Linked DNA regions of Mus musculus: all the other regions are linked to region 4. Evidence: chromatin contacts called from public HiChIP or PLAC-seq data. All regions are on one chromosome and are shown on one strand. Each heading gives the region's core, a stretch centred on a gene start, on an enhancer-like site or on the middle of the called end of the contact. The rest is flanking DNA. Distances are from core to core; before and after follow the strand shown.

Evidence for each region. HiChIP or PLAC-seq counts read pairs in DNA pulled down with a chosen protein or histone mark.
Region 1: an H3K27ac HiChIP or PLAC-seq map of embryonic stem cells shows a contact between it and region 4, with 17 times the contacts expected there. The contact joins two enhancer-like sites. A contact is called at or near these places in 2 of 15 datasets of contacts at CTCF or cohesin (both in the NIH/3T3 cell line), 1 of 484 Hi-C or Micro-C datasets (nephron progenitors) and 26 of 115 datasets of contacts at active chromatin or transcription factors (the NIH/3T3 cell line, bone marrow-derived dendritic cells, cardiomyocytes and 9 more).
Region 2: an H3K4me3 HiChIP or PLAC-seq map of embryonic stem cells shows a contact between it and region 4, with 7 times the contacts expected there. The contact joins two enhancer-like sites. A contact is called at or near these places in 5 of 15 datasets of contacts at CTCF or cohesin (CD8 T cells, the NIH/3T3 cell line, embryonic stem cells and 1 more), 2 of 484 Hi-C or Micro-C datasets (bone marrow-derived macrophages and pancreatic cancer cells), 43 of 115 datasets of contacts at active chromatin or transcription factors (the 230-238 cell line, CD4 single positive thymocytes, CD8 T cells and 20 more) and 4 of 9 other capture datasets (embryonic stem cells, embryonic tail, embryonic trunk and 1 more).
Region 3: an H3K27ac HiChIP or PLAC-seq map of embryonic stem cells shows a contact between it and region 4, with 7 read pairs. The contact joins two enhancer-like sites. A contact is called at or near these places in 5 of 115 datasets of contacts at active chromatin or transcription factors (embryonic basal ganglia, embryonic stem cells, extraembryonic endoderm stem cells and 1 more).

What each region holds. Positions count from the first base shown.
Region 1 is chr4:146,924,073-146,927,454 of GRCm38.p6, reverse strand. The region is part of intron 6 of Zfp993 (zinc finger protein 845); the gene reads right to left. Among named protein-coding and RNA genes, the nearest start is that of Gm21411, 25 kb to the right of the region's middle. Within about 2 kb of position 1,929, at least 13 of the 459 cell types and tissues checked have an H3K27ac peak or open chromatin away from gene starts, as enhancers often do. A contact at or near this core is called in embryonic stem cells and expanded potential stem cells, where this site is marked.
Region 2 is chr4:145,432,233-145,435,859 of GRCm38.p6, reverse strand. Gm42346 (gastrula zinc finger protein XlCGF71.1-like) reads right to left here. Exons shown (of 3, transcript XM_030253952.1): 2 at 2,046-2,114. Among named protein-coding and RNA genes, the nearest start is that of Gm42346, 22 kb to the right of the region's middle. Within about 2 kb of position 1,644, at least 6 of the 459 cell types and tissues checked have an H3K27ac peak or open chromatin away from gene starts, as enhancers often do. A contact at or near this core is called in embryonic stem cells, where this site is marked.
Region 3 is chr4:145,487,493-145,490,974 of GRCm38.p6, reverse strand. No RefSeq gene overlaps it. Among named protein-coding and RNA genes, the nearest start is that of Zfp990, 22 kb to the left of the region's middle. Within about 2 kb of position 1,389, at least 1 of the 459 cell types and tissues checked has an H3K27ac peak or open chromatin away from gene starts, as enhancers often do. A contact at or near this core is called in embryonic stem cells, where this site is marked.
Region 4 is chr4:146,053,487-146,057,082 of GRCm38.p6, reverse strand. No RefSeq gene overlaps it. Among named protein-coding and RNA genes, the nearest start is that of Zfp987, 42 kb to the left of the region's middle. Within about 2 kb of position 1,537, at least 10 of the 459 cell types and tissues checked have an H3K27ac peak or open chromatin away from gene starts, as enhancers often do. A contact at or near this core is called in embryonic stem cells and expanded potential stem cells, where this site is marked.

The sequences.
Region 1 (3,382 bases), core at 680-3,179, 870 kb before region 4:
GAAACAACACTTCACATTAGCCGTAAATAAATAAATAAATAAATAATAAATAAATAAATGAATAAAAGCTAATTTATTCACATCCCAGCTATCCAAATATCGTTGAATCATAACTGTAATTTATTCCTGTAATTGTTTCATATCATAGGAGATACTATCATCTTTCCAAATACCTAACAAATGTGCCCTTGTCCTATTCCATTCTTCTAAGGATGAATTATATGACAATGGTGTAACACAAATATATTGAAATTTAACATGACATTTAGTGGACAATCTAGCTTTAATATTTGCCACCGCCTGTCCCATTTTCAAAACTACATCTTCTAAGGCATTATTCCTTGCTTCCAATTTCAAATCAATTATCCTTTATTCAGACAAGCCTAAGGTAATATTCCTATGCAATTCATTAACAAAGGTTGCAGTCTGCATACTTTTCACCAGAGCAGTAGTTGAAACTGCAAAGGTAGTAAGCATTGCTATCAAGGCAGATATTCCTAAAATAAGAGCAGCCACACACCTTTTAGGCCTAGTTAGCTCATTAATATTCTTTACAACTTCTAAAGTTGAATTATCATACCAAGATTCTTCCCCTATATCTACTGGCAGCAAAACATAAGCAGGGCGCTTTACAATCATCCTAATAGAAAAATCCTTATTAATTCCTGAAGATATACAATTAGTAAGAGCTATCAAAGGACAAGTTAATATGTCCTAATATCTGAGGACAACAAACTGGTGATCTTCCTGAGATTACTTCACTTTAGGCTAGCAAAATTATGAAAGAGCTTCAGTAGGCAAGGTCCTGGAGAAAATCACTTAAGGAAAGATTGCTGCTCTTAATGTGCTTTTCCTGTCACTATTAAACATAAATATAGACCATTAGGAATCAGTTCACAAGGTTGAGCAGATCTCTGAAGAACTACAAGATGAACTAACTTGTAGTGATACACTAAAGATATGTAGATAGTTTCTTTATCCTATACAATAATGATCCAAAAAATTCCTAAGTTGATGTTAATTACTAAGCTCTTTTAATAACAAAATTAATACCATTCTGATAGTCAGAACTGCAGTGAAAACTCTGCTATCCTTTATTCTCACTTCGGAGATAAAAACCAGACATTTTTCTGCTCAGAGGTTGTAAAAGCATTAGTTAAAAGTCATAAAAAGGGAATGAATGATTTATTATAGGTACAAGAACAGAAGAAAAGAGATTGGCTAGATTTATATTTGCAAAACTTTACTAATAACTTACTTACTATTTTTAACCCTCTGTGAACCTGTGGACCTGTGATAGGTGAGGAATGTATAACCATGTAATTACTCTTAATGAATATGCATGTTAACATTCAGTGTTTTAAACTTCTTATTCGATTTATGATTTGAATTTATGTGTAAACTTGTGATCATTTTTTACCATGTGGTCATGTATTCTGGAAGATGTATAAGGGCTGAGGATAAAGTGAGGAGCACAAATTTCCCTTGTTCAGCTCTAGATCATTCAGCTTTCCCCCCTTTTCTTAGAGAGCTTTCATAGGAAAGATTTACAACTTAGAAATGAACATTAAAATCTCTTTTTAAAGTGTCCCCTTTCTTTCCTCCAAATCAAGCAGCAGGCTGTAAGTTTGTGCGCTGCAATTCATGGGAGACAGCACAGAGGCTACATTACTTACAATCCTGCTGTTAGGCTACAGGTGGTAATTGCCTAATTGCCTAAGCCAGTAGCTTTTAACTCTCAGAATAAACAAAAAAAATATATATATATGCCTTTTTAGAAGTTACCGTCAGCATTCAGTATAGTTAGAAAGTTAGAGTTTCTGGAAGCCATCATTCTTTGAAGTCACACCGAATTCTGTGGTCTGTGTCTCATTTCAAACACTCCAGACTGGGAGCCTCCCAAGAGGCCCTCATATCCAAATGACCTGATCAGACCTTTGGGTCCCTACCTGTGGAGTGGCCCATCGCACAGGCTCAGGTTGTGGGACAGCTTTTCCTAGCCTCGGCTGATCCGTGTGTCCTTCTCCAAGGCTCGGATTTATATTAAAAAGCATTCAGATGCTCAATTTCTTTCACAAAATCACCATGTAACTCGAGGTATCCAGACACGTAAAAGAGAAAATGATTCAGCCTAAGGTCCAGACTATGGAAGGAGTTCTCTGTAATACTTGTGTAGCCTGAAGGAAGCCATGAGTTCAATCCACTGCACTCATAAAACCCTGTGTGGCAGCAGAAGGCTATAACCTAGCACTTAGGGAAGTGAGGCAGCAGGATCAGAAGTTCAAGATTAACCTCAGTGAGATGCTGAGTCTAAATTCTACCAGGGCTGCTTAAGAAATCCTATCAAAAATGGAACTAGGCAGGCATGGTGGTATACAACTTTATCCAGTTCTGGGGAGCTAGAGAAGGGTAGATCTCTGTGAATACAAGATCAACCTGGTTTACATAGGGAGTTCCAGACAAGACTCCACAGTGAGATCTGTCTCAAAATTAAAAAAAAAAAAGAATGAATAAATAAGCCAAGTTATGTCACATAGTTTCAATCTCAGAAGAGGGAAGTTGTCCTAGAACTTTCTGTGTAGACAAGACTTGCCTTGAATTTACAGACATCCCCTCTCCTCTAATTCCATTCTGATTTGTAAGAATGCATCACTCTGGGCTGGTGAGATGGCTCAGTGGGTAAGAGTACCCGACTGCTCTTCCAAAGGTCCGGAGTTCAAATCCCAGCAACCACATGGTGGCTCACAACCATCCATAACGAGATCTGACGCCCTCTTCTGGTGTGTCTGAAGACAGCTACAGTGTACTTATATATAATAAATAAATCTTAAAAAAAAAAGAATGCATCACTCTGCCTAGCTTACTGTCTTAGCTCTTTAGGCCTCTAGGATGCTAAAAAGGTTCTTAACTCTGGGGATGCTGAACCCACAAAATAGGAGTCCCCAATCTTACAATGGAAAACTGGAAAACCATTCTAATCTGGATTGTGAGAAAACACTCCAGAGTGTCATCTACCCAACAAGAGGATGCCTTCCTGTGCCAGGTAGTACACAGATAATAATGGATTAATAGGTTTCATCACTTTTCATGAACACTCAATGATATCTTTTACCTTATTGAGCAGACGTTATATCCATGACAACCATCACAGGAAAGACTGATCACTCTTTACCTGAAAAATCAGATTCCAATACATCCCCAAATTTAAAATTCTTACATTACCACAGTGATGCTATCAGCGACAAAAGTCTGTGGTCTTATGTGATCTCAGTTTCTATTGTCACCTTAACTAAATTTAGAGTCACCTAGGGAACATGATTCTAGACATGTCTATAAGCACATTTCCTCAGAGCTTCAGCTGAGAATGGAATACACAACCTGG
Region 2 (3,627 bases), core at 395-2,894, 620 kb after region 4:
ATCTTAACCATTCCTCTGTCTGACAGAGGGCTAATGTCCACTATATAGAAAGAACTCAAGAAGTTAGACTCTAGAGAACCAAATAACCCTATTAAAAATAGGGTACATGGGGGCTAGTGAGATGGCTCAGCGGTTAAGAGCACTGACTGCTCTTCTAAAGGTCCTGAGTTCAAATCTCAGCAACCACATGGTGGCTCACAACAATCTGTAACGAAATCTGATGCCATCTTCTTGAGTGTCTGAAGACAGCGACAGTACACTTACATATAATAAATAAATATTAAAAACAAAAAAAAATAGGGTACACAGCCATGGAAGGAGTTACAGAGACAAAGTTTGGAGCTGAGACTAAAGGAAGGGCCATCCAGAGACTGCCCTACCCAGGGATCCATCCCATAAACAACCCCCAAAACCAGACACCATTTCAACTGTCAACAAGATTTTGCTGACAGGACACTGACATACCTGTCTCCTCTGAAGCTATACCATTTCCTGGCAAATAAACTGGATGTTCAACCAGGAGGTGATGGAGCATGCCTTTAACCCCAGCACTTGGGAGGTAGACGCATTAGGATTTCTGAGTTCGAGGCCAGCCTGGTCTACAAAGTGAGTTCCAGGACAGCCAGGGTTATACCGAGAAACCCTGTCTTAAGAAAAGAAAAGAAAAGAAAAGAAAAGAAAAGAAAAGAAAAGAAAAGAAAAGAAAAGAAAAGAAAAGAAAAGAAAAGAAAAGAAAAGAAAAGAAAGGAGGGGAGGGGAGGGGAGGGGAGGGGAGGGGAGGGGAGGAGAGGAGAGGAGTAAAGAAAAAGAAAGGAAGGAAGGAAGGAAGGAAGGAAGGAAGGAAGGAAGGAAGGAAGGAAGGAAGGAAGAAAGGAAGAGAGAGAAAAAGAGAGAAAGAAAGAAAGTGGATGCTCACAGTCATCTATTGGATGGAGCACAGAGTTCCAAATGAAGGACCTACGGAAACTACCCAAGGAGATGAAGGGGTCTGCAGCCTTATAGGAGGAACAACAATATGAACAAACCAGTACAAACAGTGCTCCCTTGGACTAAACCACCAGGCAAAGAAAACACATGATTGGACTGTGTCTCTAGCTGCATATGTAACAGAGGAAGGCTTAGTGTGAGGAGAGGCCCTAGGACTTACAAAGATTCTATGCCCCAGTATAGAGGAATGCCAGGGCCAGAAAGAGGGAGTGGGTGGTTTGGGGAGCAGAGAGAGGTGGGAGAGGATAGAGGATTATCAGAGAGGAAACTAGGAACAGGGATAGCATTTGAAACATAAATGAGCCTGGCTAGGTGGCCCACCCCTTTAATCCCAGCACTCTGGAGGCAGAGGCAGGTGGATTTCTGAGTGCAAGGCCTGCCTGGACTACAAAGTGAATTCCAGTGCATATGCAAGGACCACAGTTGAAGAAAGGGCCACCAACCCATCTAAAGATTTTTAACCCAGAATGGTTCCTTTCCAAAGGAAATGCAGGGACAAAGAATGGATCAGAAACTGAAGAAACGGCCATCCAGAGACTGCCCCACCTAGGGATCCATCCCATCTTCGGACACCAAACCGAGACACTATTACAGATGCCAAGACGCACTTGCTGAAAGGAGCCTGGTAGTGCTATCCCCTGAGGCCATGCCACAGTCTGACCAATACAAATCCATTTGTGGTGCTTGCAGATAACCATCAGACTGAGCACAGGAACCCCAATGCAAATTAAGTGACACAGGAGACCTTCCTTCCACACTAATATAAAAGGTCAAAATTCGATCCAAAATAAAAATTCGCAATCGATATATTTTTTGAGCATCATTTACAATAGATTACCATTGAGATTTGCAGGTTTTCAGTCCATGGAAATTGCACGGAAAATATAATGGTGTTATATATGTGAAAAGACCAAACCGTTAAATTCTCCTCATCCCAGAAGAAAATGAAGAGATTAGAAAAAATCCTCTTAGATAATATGACCACATATAGATAACAGAACTATGCAGTGGTTTGAATGAAAAAGGATTTTTCAAAGAAATGTGGACAGCACACTGACCTGTGGAGTGTTTACCAGAGAAGAACTCATCCTTTTTCTTTTTTCCCTGTTTCAAATATTGGAACTCTTCTTGAAGTTTCACAACAGGGTTTGAAAAATACAAAAATGAAATTACTACAACTACGTAATAGACAATGATAAACCACATAAAAGAACATTAAAAGCAAAATGATACAAAGAATCTTGTCAACACTTCTACAGACATGAGAGCATGGCATGACATATTTAGTGTAGTAAGGAATATAAGTATAATCTGAGGACGCTTTCTGACCTCAGTGGGCACCTGGCATAAACACAGAGCATATGCATCCAGGCTGTAAAACACTATTATCAGGTTTGTTACTGAGAACTTATCTTCCTGGGACTAGAGTCAAGGACAAATGGCTAGTGCCTACCATGAATCATGCCCAGAGTTGAATGGTGTTTCATTCATTTCAGGTAAGCATTGAGAAGGAATAAAAAAGGGGGAGCTTATTCAGCAGCAAATTTCAGAGGCTGAAAACACACCAGGCCTTAGATAATACTGTATGGAGAGTAGAAGCTTACATGACTAGGCCTAGGTTAATAGATGTAGTCAGGAATCCTCCCAAATTACAGTGACAATAGGAGAATGAAACTTACTTATACAGTAAAAAATAGACACTGCTCAGTATAAAAGCTCTCAAGAATATAAGAGAAGAAACATACCTCAGAAATAAGGCAAGCAGACTCAAAACTAAAGCAACCAGTACAGAGAAGGTCAACAATAATTATTTCACTCTAGTGGGGACTAATGCAACACAGAGCATCAATAAGAACACAGGTCAAGGACAGGAAAACATTTAGAGTGGACAGAATAGGTGATTCAGAAAGCAAGTAGACCTTCTGGAGAAAACCACCTCATATCAGACAATTCACTCTCAACAGACATCTTAAGACACCCTCACAGTAACTTTCTTTTTTTAAAAATATTTTTATTAGGTATTTTCCTCATTTACATTTCCCTATATACATTTACATCCCTATTTAAAACTATGGAGACGGCCACAGATCTAACGGGGTTATTAAAAAAAATATTCTGGCAATCATAAAATTTATTAAAACATGACCTTGAACCCAATTCACAGGGTCTCAAACTTCCTGACAATGGTAAGATATCCACAACAAAATTGTAAGAGTGGCGGCAGAAAATGCACCACTGTTCCACATGCTGGCCTTGCTCCTGCCCATTTCCCAGCCCAGCGCTCCTCTGACCTGGAAGGTGACAGGACCAGCTGCTGAATATCCTAGGAGGCCAGCACAACAACAGCTGCTTAAGGAAGTTTTCAGGTGCCGCAAGTACTGGGCATGACTCTTCCACCAGGAGTTCCTTACCACGAGGCAGCGGAGAAACAAAGAGAATGATGAAATGGCAGAACTTCCTTTTACTTCTGCCTAGCCCCTCCTTCTGGACCCGCCCAATATTCAACAGCTTCCTGGAATTCTTCTAGGCCCACCTACTTCCGGACCTTTTAATTCATTAGCTTCCCAGTTATTCACAGCAATTTTTTTGTTTTGGATTTCTGCTTGTTTGCTTGCTTGCTTGTTTTTCCTTTGCTTTTAA
Region 3 (3,482 bases), core at 140-2,639, 570 kb after region 4:
ATTAGTCTGGTGGTTCCTCAGAAAATTGTACATAGTACTACCAGAAGATCCAGCAGTACCTCTCCTGGGCATATACCCAGAAGATGTTCCAACTGGTAAAAAGGACACATGCTCCACTATGTTCATAGCAGCCTTATTTATTTTAGCCAGAAGCTGGAAAGAACCCAGATGTCCCTCAACAGAGGAATGGATACAGAAAATGTGGTACATTTACATGATGGAGTACTACTCAGCTATTAAAAACAATGAATTTATGAAATTCTTAGGTAAATATATGTATCTGGAGGAGATCATCCTGAGAGGTAACCCAATCACAAAAGAACTCACTTGATATGCACTCACTGATAAGTGAATATTAGCCCAGAAACTTAGAGTACCCAAGATACAATTTGCAAAACGCAAGAAAATTAAGAAGAAAGACCAATGTGTGGATACTTCATTCCGTCTTAGAATAGGAAACATAATACCCGTGGAAGGAGTTAAAGAGAAAGAGTTTGGAGCTGAGAGTAAAGGAAGGACCATCCAGAGACTGCTCCACCTGGGGATCCATCCCATAATCAGCCACCAAAAGCAGACACTATTGCATACACCAGCAAGATTTTGCTGAAAGGACCCTGATATAGCTGTCTCTTGTGAGGCTATGTCAGTGCCTGGCAAATATAGAAGTGGATGCTCACAGTCATCTATTGGATGGAACACAGGGCCCCCAATGGAGGAGGAAGAGATAGAACCCAAGGAACTGAAGGGGTCTGCAACCTATACGTGGAACAACAACGTGAACTAACCAGTACCCCCCTGAGCTCGTGTCTCTAGCTGCATATGTAGCAGAAGATGGCCCAGTCTGCCATCATTGGGAAGAGAGGCCCCTTGGTCTTGCAAACTTTATATGTCCCAGTACAGGGGAACATCAGGGCCAAGAAGTGGGAATGGGTGGGTAGGGGAGCACGGCAGGGGGAGGGTAAAAGGGACTTTCAGGATAGCATTTGAAATGTAAATGAAGAAAATATCTAATAAAAAATGAAAAAAAAAGAATGCAGACAGTTGATCTTCTCCAACAAGAGGTCTCTGAAAAAGACCCTGAGTGCAGGGTCTAAGCATTCCCACATCTGCAAGAAGTCCACATTGCAGAATTCAACAAAACATGAATGTGCATAGGCAGAGTGCTTTTCATGAACTAAGGAGCCATTTTTCCTCATGTAAGTGAGCAATCAAAATTGTTTAAAAATGCTATCTAATTCTGTCTTAATCTACAGGAAGTTGTCTACATATAAAAATATTTTAGCCTGCTATCATTCTCTCAAAGCATGCTGGGCTGAACTTTGGAAGTATTTAAAGAAATTCAGGAGGAAAAGCTAACTGGGGTGCCTATTAACATATCAATGCAGACATTGTTGCCTAGGTGCTTTCTTGGCTCCTGATTCTGGATCCAACCAGAGAACTCAGACTGCTTTCTCCCTCAGACTGAAATGCCAAAAATTAACCTCTAAGCACCACCAGCAGAAGAACAGGTAACTTCTTGGAATGCTGCAGGCTGCAAGTCTTAGGAAACTAATAAAGCCTCATAGGAAATTACAATACCCTATACAACCCCCTGTATCATGTGAGGAAAGTCCATATCTTAGTCAGGATATAAATATTAATAAAGCTTGCCATATGGTGGAATTGGTTTTTCTCTGGTGATACCCTGGGTTAACAGAACCTACAATATATGTTCTTCTCAGTCATAATTTGCAGCAATCTTGTTTTCATTTTCATTCAAACCTAAGATGTAATATTAATATCTAAGCCTGTGAAGACATATTCTGAATGGTGTATTTAGATCAAAGCCTGCATATACCTTAGTATATTAATGGAGAAATTAATGGAGAGTGTAACTTTATTCAGTAAATGTTAGTATTTACAGTCATATGATGGTGCTTTATAACCTACATTTTCTAATTCAATCAAATCTGCAATGGTCCCTCATATGACTAATATCTAAAATGCTCTCTTGGGATGTCTATTCAGTCCCCTGTTAAAAGGGAAATGAAGTAGCAAACAGAGAAACAGGGGAGTTAGGAAACATGGGAGAATTTGAGTTCAAGGAGCTTTATTGAGGCTTTAGCATAGAGAATTCCTGTGTACAAACTACAGATACTGCCACGGATCTAAGAGGATATTTTAGAAAAAATTCTGGAAATTATAAAATTAATTAAAACATCACCAAAAACCCCAGGTTCATAGTATCTCAAACTTCCCCAAAATGGTAAGATATCCATGACAGAATTGTGAGAGTGGCAGGAGAAAATACACCCCTGCCCACACCCCTGTTCTCCTGCCCATTTCCCAGCCCAACAGCTGCTCTGACCTTGAAGTTGAAAGGACCGGCTGCTGAATGTTCTGGGAGTAAGGCACAGCAACTTCAGCTTAAGGTGGTACCACAAATACTCCAGACTACTCTTCCACTATGACTCCTGACCATGATGTAGCTGAGATACATTGTCTTTTATATATGAAGGACAAGCCCCCTTTTAAAAACTGTATAACAGGTATTTTACTATTTTATCCCCACCTTTCAGAATTACAAGTCTTGCTTCAATTTAGAAATTGCCTTTCCTCTAATGGGCATGTTCAAGTTCATTCTATGCTTCTTGGTCATATACATGAAGGTAAGGATTAATTTAATTTCTTAACAAAAGCTTGTTGCTTTTCCTATGAAGGTAACTTAGCAAGATCTTACATTACAAATCACCATTGCACTCAGAGAAACTGCTCCTGCATTCCTGCAAAGCTGTTAGCTCAGCTTGGGTATTTAACCCCTGATGAGCCTATATCCCTGTAATTTAAAACAGACAAATGTTACACATGTCCTGTCTTTTGGAAAGTTTGCTTTTATTCCTGTATGTATGTACGCTTCATTCTCATTGTTATTTATGCCTTGGCCTAACCTGGGGAAACTTTCAAAGATATGATACAGTATTTGTTTCATTAGTTTATAATGCCAAGGGCTCAAATCAGAAAATACCATTGTTTAAACTTAAAAGGCATATTAAAATTCATGTTTGACTCTTAGTTTCTCATATTCCCCTGACATCCCCTATAATACACAGGGACATCCTATTGTAGAATGAGCTCATCAAACCTTAACAGATATAGATATCAAATTACAAAATAAAATTATAATTATTCATTTCCTTATAATACTTTATAGACCAATAAATGAGTACATTTTAAAAACTTTTATAGCCCCTAATAAAATACAGACCTACTAACTGGATAATAAAAATGACTGGATGTTTTTCTGGAAGAAGCTCTGTTCATGTACTTACAGGACTCTGCAAAGAATTTGTGTGTACATGAAGAAAAACCAATCCCCAAGGAGATTAAAAAAATCACAACTTAATATGCGGCGATAATCTATACATCAAAATTATGATAAAGTAAAGTTTAAAGTATGATATAAAAATATAGGCTGGGCAGTGGTGACACACGCCTTTAATCCC
Region 4 (3,596 bases), core at 288-2,787:
TGAATAAATAAATAAATAAATAAATAAATAAATAAAATGCATTCACATTTCTCTAAGTAAGCAAGTGAAAAGCTACATGGCAAGAAATTCAAGTATCTGAAGAAAGAAACAGGAAAATATCAGAAGTTGGAAATACCTCCCTTGCTCATATATCAATAGGATAAACATAATGAATATGTCCATCTTACCAAAAAGAAACTTAGAGATTCAGTGCAATTCCCTTCAAAATTCCAGCACAATTCTTCACAGATTTTGAAAGAAAAAATCGCAACTTCATATGGAAAAGCAAAAAAACACAGGATAGATAAAATATTTCTGAACAACAACAAAAAGAACTTCTGGAGGCATCAATATCTGTAATTTTAAGCTTTACAGCACAAAAATTAGTAATAAAATTTTGCACGGTACTGGTATAGAACTAGATAGGTGGATCATTGGAATTCAATAGAACACACAATAATAAACCCACTCACCTACGGACACAATTATTGGCAAAGAAGCTAAAACCATACATTGAAAGTGGAGAGCATCTTCTATGAATGATGTGGTCTAACTGGATGTCTTCATGCAGTAAAATGCATATAGATCCATATTTATCACCCTGCATATCACTCAAGTCCAAATGAATCAAAGACCTCATTATGAATCTATACACATCTAAATTAATAGAACAAAAAGTGGGGAATAGCCTTGAACTCATTGGAATAGAAAACAACTTCCTTAATAGAACACCCATAGCCCTGATACTAAGGTCAAGAATTAATAAATGGAACATCATAAATGTGAAACCCTTCTGTAAGTCAAAAGACAGCATGATCAGGATACCTATAGATTAGGCAAATATCTTCACTTGTTCTACATACAATCGTCAAGGATTCCTGCTTCTAAGTAGAATGAGGGGAGACTTGTGTGAGGGGTTATAGGGAGAAGAGGAAGGGCTGATATTGTGATCTAGTGTGAGCAAATAACTTCAATCTAAAAGATACACATGAAGAATAGGAAGACCTTCATTTACATGGAAAATAGAAAATAGAAGCATGACATGTGAATATGCATGTACTGCTTGCAAGGTGAAATGATGATTGTCTAAAGAATTCTCCAAATATTTCAGACCAAAAAAGTATAGAAATTTGAATTGTCCTAATTTTACAATGCATTACAATTATCATTTCTATGTTTATTAACATACACAGAGGTATGAATAGAGTGGTGATCTCATCATTCATATGCACAGTTCAATAAATTATAAAATCCCTAATATTTATTCTTATATAGAAAGTCAATTACATGGTCATTAGGAAAATCTTGAAGATAAATCTTGAAATAGGAAAATAATATTTAAAATAGTTTCATACAAAATTGATTATACAGACAGAATATGAAGAAGAAAATTCATACCATATTTTTCCATACATTTTCAATGATTTCTTTTTTTTTTAATTTTAGCAGAGTTTTACCTCTTTACAGAGCATATGTGTAATATGCTCTGTGCTGTTGCTAACTGGACTCAGAAAAAGGCATCAGATGTCCCAAACTGACATTTAGGGTGGTTGACAGGCACCATGGGGGTCAGGCATTGAACAAGTTTTCTATTTAAAAGATGGTGTTAGCTCCCTTGTCAAAGATCAAGTGACCATAGGTGTGTGGGTTCATTTCTGGGTCTTCAATTCTATTCCTTTGGTCTACCTATCTGTCGCTATACCAGTACCATGCAGTTTTAAATCACAATTGCTCTGTAGTACCGCTTTAGGTCAGGCATGGTGATTCCACCAGAGATTCTTTTATCATTGAGAAGAGTTTTTCCTATCCTAGGTTTTTGTTATTCAAGATGAATTTGCAGATTGTCCTTTCTAATTCTTTGCAGAATTGAGTTGGAATTTTGATGGGGATTACATTGAATCTGATTGCTTTCAGCAAAATAGCCATTTTTACTATATTGACCCTGCCAATCCATAAGGATGGGAGATCTTTCCATCTTCTGATTTCTTCTTTGATTTCTTTCTTCAAAGACTTGAAATTCTTATCATACAGATCTTTCACTACCTTAGTTAGAGTCACACCAAGGTACTTTATATTATTTGTGACTATTGTGAAGGGTGTTGTTTCCCTAATTTCTTTCTCAGCCTGTTTATTCTTTGTGTAGAGAAAAGCCATTGATTTGTTTGAGTTAATTTTATTTCCAGCTACTTCACTGAAGCTGTTTATCAGGTGTAGGGGTTCTCTGGTGGAATGTTTAGGGTCACTTATATATACTATCATATCATTTGTAAATAGTGATATGTTGACTTCTTCCTTTCCAATTTGTATTCCCTTGATCTCCTTTTGTTGTCAAATTGCTCTGGCTAGGACTTCAAGTACTATATTGAATAGGTTGGGAGAAAGTGGGCAGCCTTGACACTGCCAATAAGACAAAAAGGCCACCAACAAACTGGGAAAAAATCTTTACCAATCCTAAATCAGATAGGGGAGGATTATCCAATATATATAAAGAACTCAAGAAAATGGACTCCAGAAAATTTTAAAAAAAAATTTAAAAATGGGGCTCAGAACTAAACAAAGAATTCTCAACAGAGGAATATGGAATGGCTGAGAAGCACCTAGAAAAATGTTCAACATCCTTAATCATTGGGGAAATGCAAATCAAAACAACCCTGAGATTCCACTCACACCACTCAGAATGGCTAAGATCAAAAGTTCAGGTGACAGCAGATGCTGGAGAGGATGTGGAGAAAGAGGAACACTGTTCCATTGTTGGTAGGATTGCAAGCTTATACAAACACTCTGGAAATCAGTCTGGCGGTTTCTCAGAAAATTGGACATAGTACTACCGGAGGATCCAGCAATACCTCTCCTGGGCATATATCCAGAAGATGTTCTAACTGGTAATAAGAACACATGGTCCACTATGTTCATAGCAGCCTTATTTATAATAGCCAGAAGCTGGAAAAAACCCAGATGTCCCTCAACAGAGGAATGGATACAGAAAATTTGGAACATTTGCACAATGGAGTACTACTCAGCAGTTAAAAACAATGAATTTATGAAATTCTTAGGCAAATGGATGGATCTGGAGGGCATCATCTTAAGTGAGGTAACCCAATCAATCACAAAAGAGCTCACATAATATGTACTCACTGATAAATGGATATTAGCACAGAAACTTAGAATACCCAAGATACAACTTGCAAAACATATGATACTCAAGAAGAATGAAGACCAAAGTGTAGACACTTCGCCCCTTCTTAGAATTTGGAACAAAACAATCATGGAAGGAATTACAGAGACAAAGTTTGGAGGTGAGACGAAAGGATGGACCATCCAGAGACTGCTGCTCCTGGGGATCCATCACATAATCAGCCACCAAACTCAGACACTATTGCATACACCAGCAATAATTTGTGCCTGGCAAGCACAGAAGTGGATGCTCACAGTCAGCTATTGGATGGAACACAGGGCTCCCAATGGAGGAGCTAGAGAAAGTACCCAAGGAGCTGAAGGGGTCTGCAACCGTATAGGTGGAACAAAAATTTGAACTAACCAGTACCCCCAGAACTCATGTCTCTATGCCCCAGTACAGGGGAACTCCAGGGCCAAGA